Regions from separate parts of the Xenopus tropicalis genome. Here region 2 is linked to region 1. Evidence: chromatin contacts called from public Hi-C data. All regions are on one chromosome and are shown on one strand. The core of a region is the stretch at or near the end of the contact, and the rest is flanking DNA. Distances in the headings are between cores, read along the strand shown. Region 1 has its middle 41 kb from the start of mir320. Region 2 has its middle 190 kb from the start of mir320.

What was found. Hi-C and Micro-C count contacts between places; a contact is called where the count stands out from the background.
Region 2: a contact with region 1 is called in a Hi-C map of liver, with 4 times the contacts expected there. The contact joins two enhancer-like sites. A contact is called at or near these places in 5 of 5 Hi-C or Micro-C datasets (brain, gastrula embryo, liver and 2 more).

What each region holds. Positions count from the first base shown.
Region 1 is chr7:89,161,030-89,166,358 of UCB_Xtro_10.0, forward strand. It overlaps a transcript of samd11 not described here. Among named protein-coding and RNA genes, the nearest start is that of mir320, 41 kb to the left of the region's middle. Within about 2 kb of position 1,757, at least 5 of the 11 cell types and tissues checked have an H3K27ac peak or open chromatin away from gene starts, as enhancers often do. A contact at or near this core is called in liver and neurula embryo, where this site is marked.
Region 2 is chr7:89,310,229-89,315,231 of UCB_Xtro_10.0, forward strand. No RefSeq gene overlaps it. Among named protein-coding and RNA genes, the nearest start is that of mir320, 190 kb to the left of the region's middle. Within about 2 kb of position 2,548, at least 10 of the 11 cell types and tissues checked have an H3K27ac peak or open chromatin away from gene starts, as enhancers often do. A contact at or near this core is called in liver and neurula embryo, where this site is marked.

The DNA of each region.
Region 1 (5,329 bases), core at 507-3,006:
AAGAATTAGTGGCCTGTCTACAGCTGCACTGAGAGCTGAACTGGTGTCACAAAGTGAGAACATAACGACTGTTCAGACTTGTAGGGTGAGTTAGAAGTGACAGCCAGTGCATGTTAGAGATGTGCCATGGGAACAAAGTAAATTGATATGGGGTTTAGAAAGCCTTTATTATAAATAGTGCTCCATCTGTAAGGGTGCTAGAAAAAAAAGTAATTGTGTAGATTCTGGACGATTGTAATTCCACATAAATGCATACAGATGATAAGTTGAGAGCTCCCACATCTCCATAGTTGACAGAACTGCTTTTGTTCCATGTCTTCTCACATGGTACAGACTGTTCATGGTAAAATCTTGAAGTCATCCTGTGGACATGGCTGGATGTTGGGAGTTGCAATTAGAGGGCATGGTATGTTCAAGCTGATAAATCCATTGCACTCACAACCCAGTGCAGACCAGTTTCCAATGAAACAAACTTTCCATATGATTTGATAAAAAATGTCATGATTCACTGTGAACTGCAGCAAAACACAGTGGCATAATGGCATATATCAGGGCGGAATAGGAGTAACTCTGTTGCTGTTGGTTAGTAGAGCAATGGTCAGCTGGTGAGGCTAAAAAAGCAGGTGCATGCCAGCTTACAATGGCTGGGTACATCATTAGATACAGATATTATGGTAAATGGGTTTTGTGCATGATGCCTATTTAGACATTAAACTACAAAACCTGCTATGTATGCCTGCCAGCATACACGAAAATGTCATCCATCAGCATTAAATCAGTGTCCGTATGCCAAATAGGTGAGCATCTGGCTAATCAGAGACTACACACAGACATGTCATAAAAGTCAAGTACTTTGTCATCCCCTAATAAAATTATGATATTGGGTTATATCACAAGCACAAGACAGGACAGGGGGAAGAGATTCTCATCCTAACATTTCCATCTTGTAACTTTATTGGTTGGGCACCCACCTTTTCCATCCATATAGCGCTATGGCCATATTAGCATTATGCTCTATACCTCTTTAATGGTAAAGGTCAGTTTTTCTAGCATAAATCTGGGCTTTAGAAAACCCCGCTCGCTGCACATCTGCCCCCACTGTATGCCAAGCTTGGACCCACAAGCTGCACATCACAGGGCACCACTGACATCCGCTTCACAAAACCCTCACTTATTCCTCTCTCACATGGATCCTTATTACTGTCTCTAAAAGCTGCTTCCTCCCAACTTCCCTCTTATCCCCTTCAATTATCTGCTGGCTTCTCTGAAACTATCAACCCCCCCTTCCTCCCCACCTTCGCCCTCGCCAAGTAATTTCCTCTTCAAATCAATTCTCCTAATCACAGAAAACCCAAAAGGGCCACATGAACGCAGCCTCAAACCAGAGCACAGACATTAATTAAAGCCCCTCTAGCCTCCCTGACACTACAAATTGGATACGACAGGGGTGGGCTGCCTATTTGCAACGGTTAACCCTTTGCAAGGGAGAAGACAGCAGATAAGAGAGAGCAATGAACTACAGGGATGAGAAGGAGACTGGAGATTGGCCCCATGCCAGCCGGAGCCTGGGACTTACACGTTCTCCTAATAGCAATTATTAAAAAGAAAGCTCCCTATTCATCTCAGGGATTTGGCAGCAAAGCAATTTCCACACTCCAGCACATAAAGCTGACAGTTTCTTGGTCGTGCTAGAGAGAGAGAGAGTGGGAGGTCCCTGGCAGGGGAACAAGGTGCTTATGAAAGGAGTCTGGGCTTCCCTCCTGCATCCCCTCACCCGCTGAGCACCATCGGAGTGGGCCCGGCGTGCCCCTGACATTGAAACCACAGTCAACAGACAGAAGGAGACAAGTCCTGCCCATTTCCTGAGTGCTTTCAAAGGGGAATTGTTAGCTGAATATCTGTGTGCGACACTGACAACCCCACTGAAGATCACCTCCCCCAGTAGCACAGAGAGACGGTTTATCTGACAGCTGTGAGGTCTGACCGCATGGGGAGGGGGCGATCGGACGTGCTCTGGCGCAGCTGGGGAGCCAAATTTTCACTTGTAGGCATGGGGTCACCCAGATAAGGATATAGTCAGCGACTAGGGTCTGTTGTATGACAGGCAGAAAGGGCATTTACCCTGGCACCCATTAGCTAAAGGGGCCCCTTGGTGACAAAAATAAATCATTTTGTAACAACTGTTAGATATTCTTAACATTCACTTCTATGATGTCCAACGTGAGCCAAAGGCTGTTATCAACAATTTAAGAGTTGTAGATCAGCAACATCTGGAGGTTGCAGGTTGGCTATAAACTTCATTACTTTCTTCCCTCTGATTGGGGCCCTAGCCATGCCCAGGGCCCCTTGAACTCCAGACTGCCAGACAGGCAAGCTCAGGGGTTGTAATGAGCCAAATGTTCCAGCTAGGTTGAGCTTTAATGTTTAATTGCTGCATTCCACATCATAAAAAAATTAAAGGCGCAGTTCACCTTTAAATTAACTTGAAAGGGTACTTATTGTAGCCAAATTGTTTCCTCCACTGAAGGTGCAGGCTTGTAGAGCCTAGGGAGCAGGGGTGCCCAGACTTTTTCCACTGGCAATCTACTTTTGACTCCTCCCTGCATATGTATGGAACGCAGCGTACGTACGCATACCCAATAAACGTGCCCCACTTCCGCATTTCCCGGCTTCGACACGGTCCACCAGAAATCCACAGGGGATCGACTGGTGGACCGCGATCTACGTTTTGGCCACCCCTGCTATAGAGTACTATTTTTAGAAAAGACTGCTGTCCCACCAGTGACGCCGCACCGGGAGGAAGCATAATGAACGAGCCAGGAGGCTTTAACATTAAGCACATGTACATGAGGAAACATGGCTGCCCACATCAGGGGCTCCCTCAACGTGTGGGCAGCATAGCGCTGGTGGGGGGGGCAATTTTTTCAAAACAACAGTATTGTTTCCTCTAACCGCAATGCAGGCTCTATTGAACACCTTTGGTAAGGGACCAATTTTGTCCCAATAGGTGCCATTTAAGTATAAAGTAAACAGTTATATTCTAAGACAATATGCAGTTTGTCTTTGTTTATTGTGTTTTGTGGATTCTGAATTATTTAGCTCTCCAGTTTCAGCAGCTATATGATCGCTTAGAATTAACAAGACAAATTGCCACATCCCTATAAAATTACTTGCTATTGTTGTGACCCCAGCTAATAAGATCTTAGGAAAACCCTTACTTCTGTGCTGCATCACTGCTTTTTGGGCCCAAGATAAAAAGCTTACGAAAACCACCAGCAACTTTTCTGAAGCAGAAAAATCACTCATATCGCCCCCTAGGAGTATACATACATATGCACAAGTCAATAGTCAGATCAGTAGCCCATTATTGGGTTCTTACTACAACTTTAATCTCACTCGATCCATTAGGAAAATAATCATTTAGATAACTGGTTGATTGTATTCAGATGCTGACAACCAATTCCTATGTTATCCTGTGATCTGCACCCTTATATCATGCAGTTTCAAAGTCATTAATGTAACAACTAAGTTCAAAATAATAACACAAAGTTTTATATGTTTAGATTGTATATGTGACACCAATTTTTAATTTTTTTTCACTTTTACTGCAAACAGAAGATTACAGTTTTCTAACTAAGAAAGCAAGTTCTCCAAAATATTGTCATAAAAACATAAACTGGATAAACAGGGATATTTTGAGAGGGATTGTCTGGGGGCTTTGGATACACATAACATTTGTTGAGGCTGCACTACATGGCTTCATTGCAGCAATAAAAGACAAAAAAGGTAGCACAGATTCACCCCTAAAACAGGGGCATTTACCTATAGACTTACCGCTATTTCAGCAAAGATAGGGCCAGGTTCAGAACTAGGGGTAGAAAGAAGAGGCATATGCCTATGGTGCAACAGTGGGAGTGCGCCAGGTACATACCGTTTTCCTGTGCATTAATGCTTTAGATTAAAGAGGAGGTTACCCCCTTATTTGACATCAAGTTTAACTGAGTTTTATTAAATATGCTGAAACTTCTTTTTGCCTACTTTAATAAAGAAAAATGTACGTGCGGTTACCACACCCCTCTATGTACACAGATGAGCGTGGCTTTCTCAAGAATATCTGGGGATAAAGTGAAAGTGAAGCTTGGGCCACAAAAAATTGTTAACATTTTTATGCCCTTTGCCACACCTTTTAGCTATTATTGTCCACACATATTAGTAAGATCACTGCAGAAAATGCACAATGAGCATATTAACCCCAGACATGTCAGTATGATCAACACAGAAAACGGACAACAAACATATTAATGCAAAATATACCAGCAAAAAATGGAGTTGTAAGATATTAACCCTAGAAATGGCAGTAAGACTACATTAAAAGGATACATTGACAACATCACCTCGCCCACACTTCACAAGCTGAATGACACTAAATTTTCTTTTTTTCTTAGTACTACTGTGCTGCTTGCCCCAAACTGCCTCCTGCATACTTGAAACCTTATAGTCGGTAAAGCCCAGCAGGGCTCTCTGCCTAAAAAGCTAATACTATATATTGCAACACTACTGTACTGGTACTGCAATTCAGAAGTAATACAACAAATGGAAACCCTTGTTTCTAAGATTTCTGTTTAAACTTTGTGGAGAGGGCAGCTGCAGAAGTTTTATACATCTTCTACTATAAACACATTTTGCCTACTGACTTGTCAGCCCCACCCCTCACAACTATGGCTTTTTTAAACTTAACCTGTGCATTATGAGTGGCTTTCTTTGCAATGGGAACACACAGACCCATGTTCCACCCCCAGGGCACCAAAGTTGGGCATACAGTAAGGCTGATATTTCAATCCATGCAACCCAATCTGTTGTTGCTCTATAACTTCTAACATAGAAACTTGTAGTTTGGCTACAAAGTTAGATGTGTAAATAAAGCCTTAATAGGTATCACTAACACACTTTAGAAAACATAAAGTGTAAAATGAAACTGCCAGTATTGCTCCTCTAGAAGCCACATATGCATAGTGTCTAAATCCTGCCATCCAGTTGTTTTTAGAACTCCCACAATTCTCAGCCAGTCACATGCTTGCCATAAATGACAGGAGTTGCAGTTCTGCATCATCAAACAGTAGCTGGACATCTATGATCTCAAACATCCCTTAAACAGGTAGCCAGCCTAAGCAGCATGCAGGCCTGTATCCAACAGCTCTGCACTGTTTAGCAAATGAATTACAAGGCTCATGGCTGAGAAATGCTACAGTGGATCCAGACCATTGGTGATATATTAGAGGAAAGTGGAGCACGGCTCACATAAAGCTGCATTTTAAAATCTAAATTTATA
Region 2 (5,003 bases), core at 1,298-3,797, 150 kb after region 1:
TTACAATGGGGGTGTGGCAGATCTGACCAGATTCACTACAAACGTATAAAAGAACCATGGTATGGTGACTTGGCATTTTTTCTGATTGTAACCTTATAACAGTTCTTGGAAACAAATGCACTTACAGAGGCTAAATTACTAATAAAACAGGGGAATGTATATTGATCAATTCCTTTTGCACATGTTAATACTGCATTGTCCTTTCATTTCTATAGTTCAGCCCAACTAATACTTTTCCTCAGTATTGGACTGGGGTGCCAGGGGCCCTCCTGGGCCACCTCAGGCCTTGCCCCGCATACTGCACCTCCCCTCCCGCAGTTCCAGACGGGCAGAGGGGGGAGCGCAGGCTCACAGGTGGGGGGAGAGGGAGGAGTGGGCCAGCGGGGGCCAGAGCTGGAGAGCGGGCCTACAGGCGCTGCAGGTGGGGAGTGGGCTGAGCCAGCAGGGCCCACTGGGTTCTTTCCCGATCTCCCACTGGCCAAGTCTGACCCTGCTTTTCCTTCTTCACTATATCCCTAAAGGCTAAACGTCTCCTTATTTGCCTAATATATTGCCTCCTTAACACTTCACAACCAAAGCCTCCTTTTGGCTTGATGCCTCCATCTTTCTCTATGCACAGTGTTTCATCCTCTTGTCTGTACCCAGCCTGACCATGGCACTCCTGCTCTAATGTCCTGCCCCTCTTCTTTGCTAATCCCAGTTAGTAACTAAAGCAGGCCAAACATGAGCCAATATAAGCTGTGAACTTAGTCCCTACAAATGCCATCAGCAGTTTATTGGGTCATTTACAAGGTTGCCAGGTGCTACCTTTGGATAAGAATCATACCAGTTGGGCTGTAAAGCAATTGGTTGGGGTAGCGACATAAAAGGGTCTGGGTGATGATGCAAGGGGTGTAGCAGTGATAGGACGGGGGACCATGGGGCAGATTCTGCAAAGAACAGCAAAGAAAGGGGGTAAAATAGAAGTAGAATTTGGTGGGCCATGGTCATAATTAACTTTAGGGTGGCCTCCAATTGACCTGACCAATTGAGAGCAAGCTGTACATTGCCCATATACTTATCAGGCAGATTAGCAAATCCCGACCCACAAGGACTTCATTAATGTGATGATGTGATCCTTGCCCAGCAGTTTTTCATAGGACCACACACCACAGCACGATTAGGGCTGCCTCCTTTAATTCTGGCCACATATTGCATCAGCATCCTGCATGGCTAATTAGCAATTCATTTAGGTGCATGCTGCAGACTGAACTCATTTATGTAAGCCATGTAGAATGCATCTAAATTAATTGTTAATTAGCCATGCAGGATGTTGATTCAATATGTGGCTGGTATTAAAGGGGTGAGGAGACAACCCTAAGTATAATCCAATGAATGGTTCACGTTGCCAAGGGCTGTGTATTGCTGCCCATTGTAATGTGCCACCTTAAGGTAGGTTTTCACCATGCCCCATGTCACAGACAGGGCCCATGTGTTCAGAACAGCCAAGCACCCAAAATGCTCTTAACCTACCACAGCTAAACCAATGCCATTTTCTCTTCCAACAACCTCATACTTAAGGTGAGATGAGATTCAAATTAGCCCCTGACATTTTCAGTTCACAGAGGCCCAAACAACCCCCACTACCTGCCCAGTAGATAGTAACTATCAAAAACTGTGGGCACAGCCCAAATAGGGTTGCCACCTTGCTGGTATTTTACTGCCCTGGTAGGTAAAAATGATGCTTGATACCAATGTTATTAATAGGGAAAAAAGTAAAAAAAACGCCAGTATTTTTTTTTCATTAAAGGTGGCAACCCTAAGCCCAAAAAAGAAGGAAATTATAGTTTTCACGCAAAACTGTGGCGTCCTTACAACTGCGGAGGATGGAGGGGTCATTGCAAGGGGCAGGCACAATATCCCAGGGCTGTACCAACACAGATCTGTTTGCACTAATACAATTAACCCTCTCCTTACTACCCCATTGCATTTGTGAACAGACCTTCTTAATTACCCCACTCAATTCCATAACTAAAAAGTCCCTTACATCACTTTAAGATAGTGCTCGTTACAATAAAACATTATATAGAATAGTAGGGCACTTTCACGGCTGGAAATGATCTAATAGTAATTATATGTAAATATCAGAATAACTGCGTATTATTCTGCGGCTTTTTATAGCTTATGCGAACTTCACAAAAATTCTCTCAAAAACAGATTCATGCCCAATTCGGTCTGGTTAGGGCAGGCACAAGCAGAAAGCCGCGGACCGTACACTATTGCCGAGTGCCCTGCCAGCCCGCGTTTCCCCGTTGCTCTAGCGCACTCCCTGTGGCCCTATCCCAGCACGGCTTCCTCTCTTGTCTCTGGCAGTTTCAAGTCGCCCAATCGCTGCTCGTGTATCACGCACCCCCCTAAAGCCGCCCCGCCGCACACCGCCGGGAGCCCCTGAGCCGCCTCTATCCGCCCGGCCGACAGCTCCAGACGGCTCAGAGCTCGGAGCCTCCCCCGCCGGCGCATCGATCCGCTCGCCTTTCATGTGACCGGCGCTGGGGGAGCCAGGCTTCCTGGAAACAGCCCAGAGAGGGTCACAACCTTACCGGCCGCTGCGCTTCCAGGCACCGCCAAGAACCCTTTCACTGCCGGCTAGAGAACAAATATATCTTTGCGTGGGACCCTGCATTATACTGCGATTTAACATTTGTCAAAAAGGGCACCTGCGCTGCATGGTTAATTCATATACATACGTACATATACACAAACAAACCTGCATTGCTGGGTGCTTTATTACAGAGATAGGCAAGATCTAGTACATTGTAAACACACAGGAACCGCAGAGCAGGACAAAGTGGTGTGTAGGGCCCCCAGTGTCGCATATATATTTTATAGAGGTGCATAGGAAGCAGCATTTTTGTATTTTGCCTCTATATTAAATAGAACCCAAGCATACCTGTGTGAGGGGCCCTGTGCTCTGTGTAAGGGACTCATTGTGCTATTGCCTGGGTGTACAGGTCATGTTTCAGGGACCCCCGAACTGCTAGGGTAGGGAAGGTTTGCTAGGACTAGTCATGTATGTTTGTGAGACCAGTGTCGGACTGGCCCACCAGGATACCAGGAACACTCCCCAGATGTCAGTGGGCCCTCCTGCTCCTGACTATTTGGCCTGTTTCATGGTCATTCCCTATTTGTGGAAAGAAAGATGAGAAATAGATGGAAGAATAGATGCTAGCATGTAAATAAAAGAAATTAGGATAATAAAGAGGTTGAGTGTGGAAAGGAGTAAAAATAATTTGGAAAGCCGGCCCATGATCTAAGGTTTTCTGGTGGGCCCCTGGGTTCCTAGTCCGACGCTGTGTGGGACCCCTACATTGTTGGGTTACAGAAGGTTCAGCAGGTCATATACGCACACCAGACCCCTACACTGCTAGGGTATGGAAGGTACGCCAGGTCATACATGTACATGGGACCCCTACACTGCTAGGGTATAGAAGGTACACCAGGTCATACATGTACATGGGACCCCTACACTGCTAGGGTATAGAAGGTACACCAGGTCATACATGTACATGGGACCCCTACACTGCTAGAGTATAGAAGGTACACCAGGTCATACATGTACATGGGACCCCTACACTGCTAGGGTATAGAAGGTACATCAGGTCATACATGTACACAGGGCCCTACACAGCAGGGTAGGGAAGGTTTGCTAGTACCACATCATATATCTTTGTGGGACCAGTGTTGGACTGGCCCATCAGGATACCAGGAAAACTTCCGGTGGGCCCAGATGTCAGTGGGCCCCCTGCTCCTGACTATTTGGCCTGTTTCATGGTCATTCCCTATTTGTGGAAAGAAATATGAGAAATAGATGGTCTGTACAAGGTACCTTTACATTAGCATTGGCCATGTGAAGTCCTGTAGTACAATTGCACAGAGGGAGATTTTGTATCTGTTGGCACCACTGCCCTCCTTGGGTTTAGCACTTGCACGAATGCGCAGTTAAAAAGCAACCAATCGGGGGAACTGGGGAGATGGAGGCCTGGGAGTAATCTCTGATCGAACCCTAATGCAGTGATCCCCAACCAGTGGCTCAGGGGCAACATGTTACTCACCAACCCCTTGGATGTTGCTCTCAGTGCCCCCAAACCAAGGAGTTATTTTTGAATTCCTGACTTGGGGGCAAGTTTTGGTTGAATAAAAACAAGATTTCCTACCAAATAAAGCGTCCTGTAAGCTGACAGTGTGCATAGAGGCTGCCTAATAGCCAATCTTAGCCCTTATTTGGCACCTCCATGAACGTTTATGATGCTTGTGTTGCTCTCCAAGTCTTTTTACATTTGACTGTGGCTCATGAGTAAGAAAGGTTGAGCCCTGCTGTAATGCATGCAGCCGTACGATTGAAAAGCACGGAGCACGTTTTTGAATCTGGTTAAATGTGGTATTGCAGCTAATATTCTTTAACCTGTTTTCCTATCATTGTGTTGGGTTGAAACCCCCAACCTACTGTTCTTCGACTTTGGCTTATTCTTTCGCTTCTTCTTCTTCCGCTTCTTATTCTTAGCGCCCCCTATTTTCTAAACGCTACTCCTCCTACAGTTTTAGGGGTACAACACCCAAACTCTCCACACTTCTTTGCCCTATAGCAGAGCAGGTTGCTTGTGCATTTCTAAGTCATCCCGCCCCCCGTCTTTTTGTGGCGCCGCTCCGAACCCCCCAATTTTCCCATTGACTTTGACAGGGAAGATTTTCAAACTGCTGCCACACTTACAGCTTTGAAGCTACACCCCCCAAACTTGAATAACATAATAATGGGGTCACCACGTATGAAACAGCAACATTTGTTGGATGACCCCAAAGTGGGAGGGGCCAACAACAGCCAATCAAATTTCACCCATTGACTTTTATGGGGAAATTGAAACTGCTGCCAATCTTACAGCTTTGAGGCTACACTCCCCAAACTTGAATCACATAGTCATGGGGTCAGCCTAAATGAAAATATAATGATTGTTGGATGCCCGAAAGTG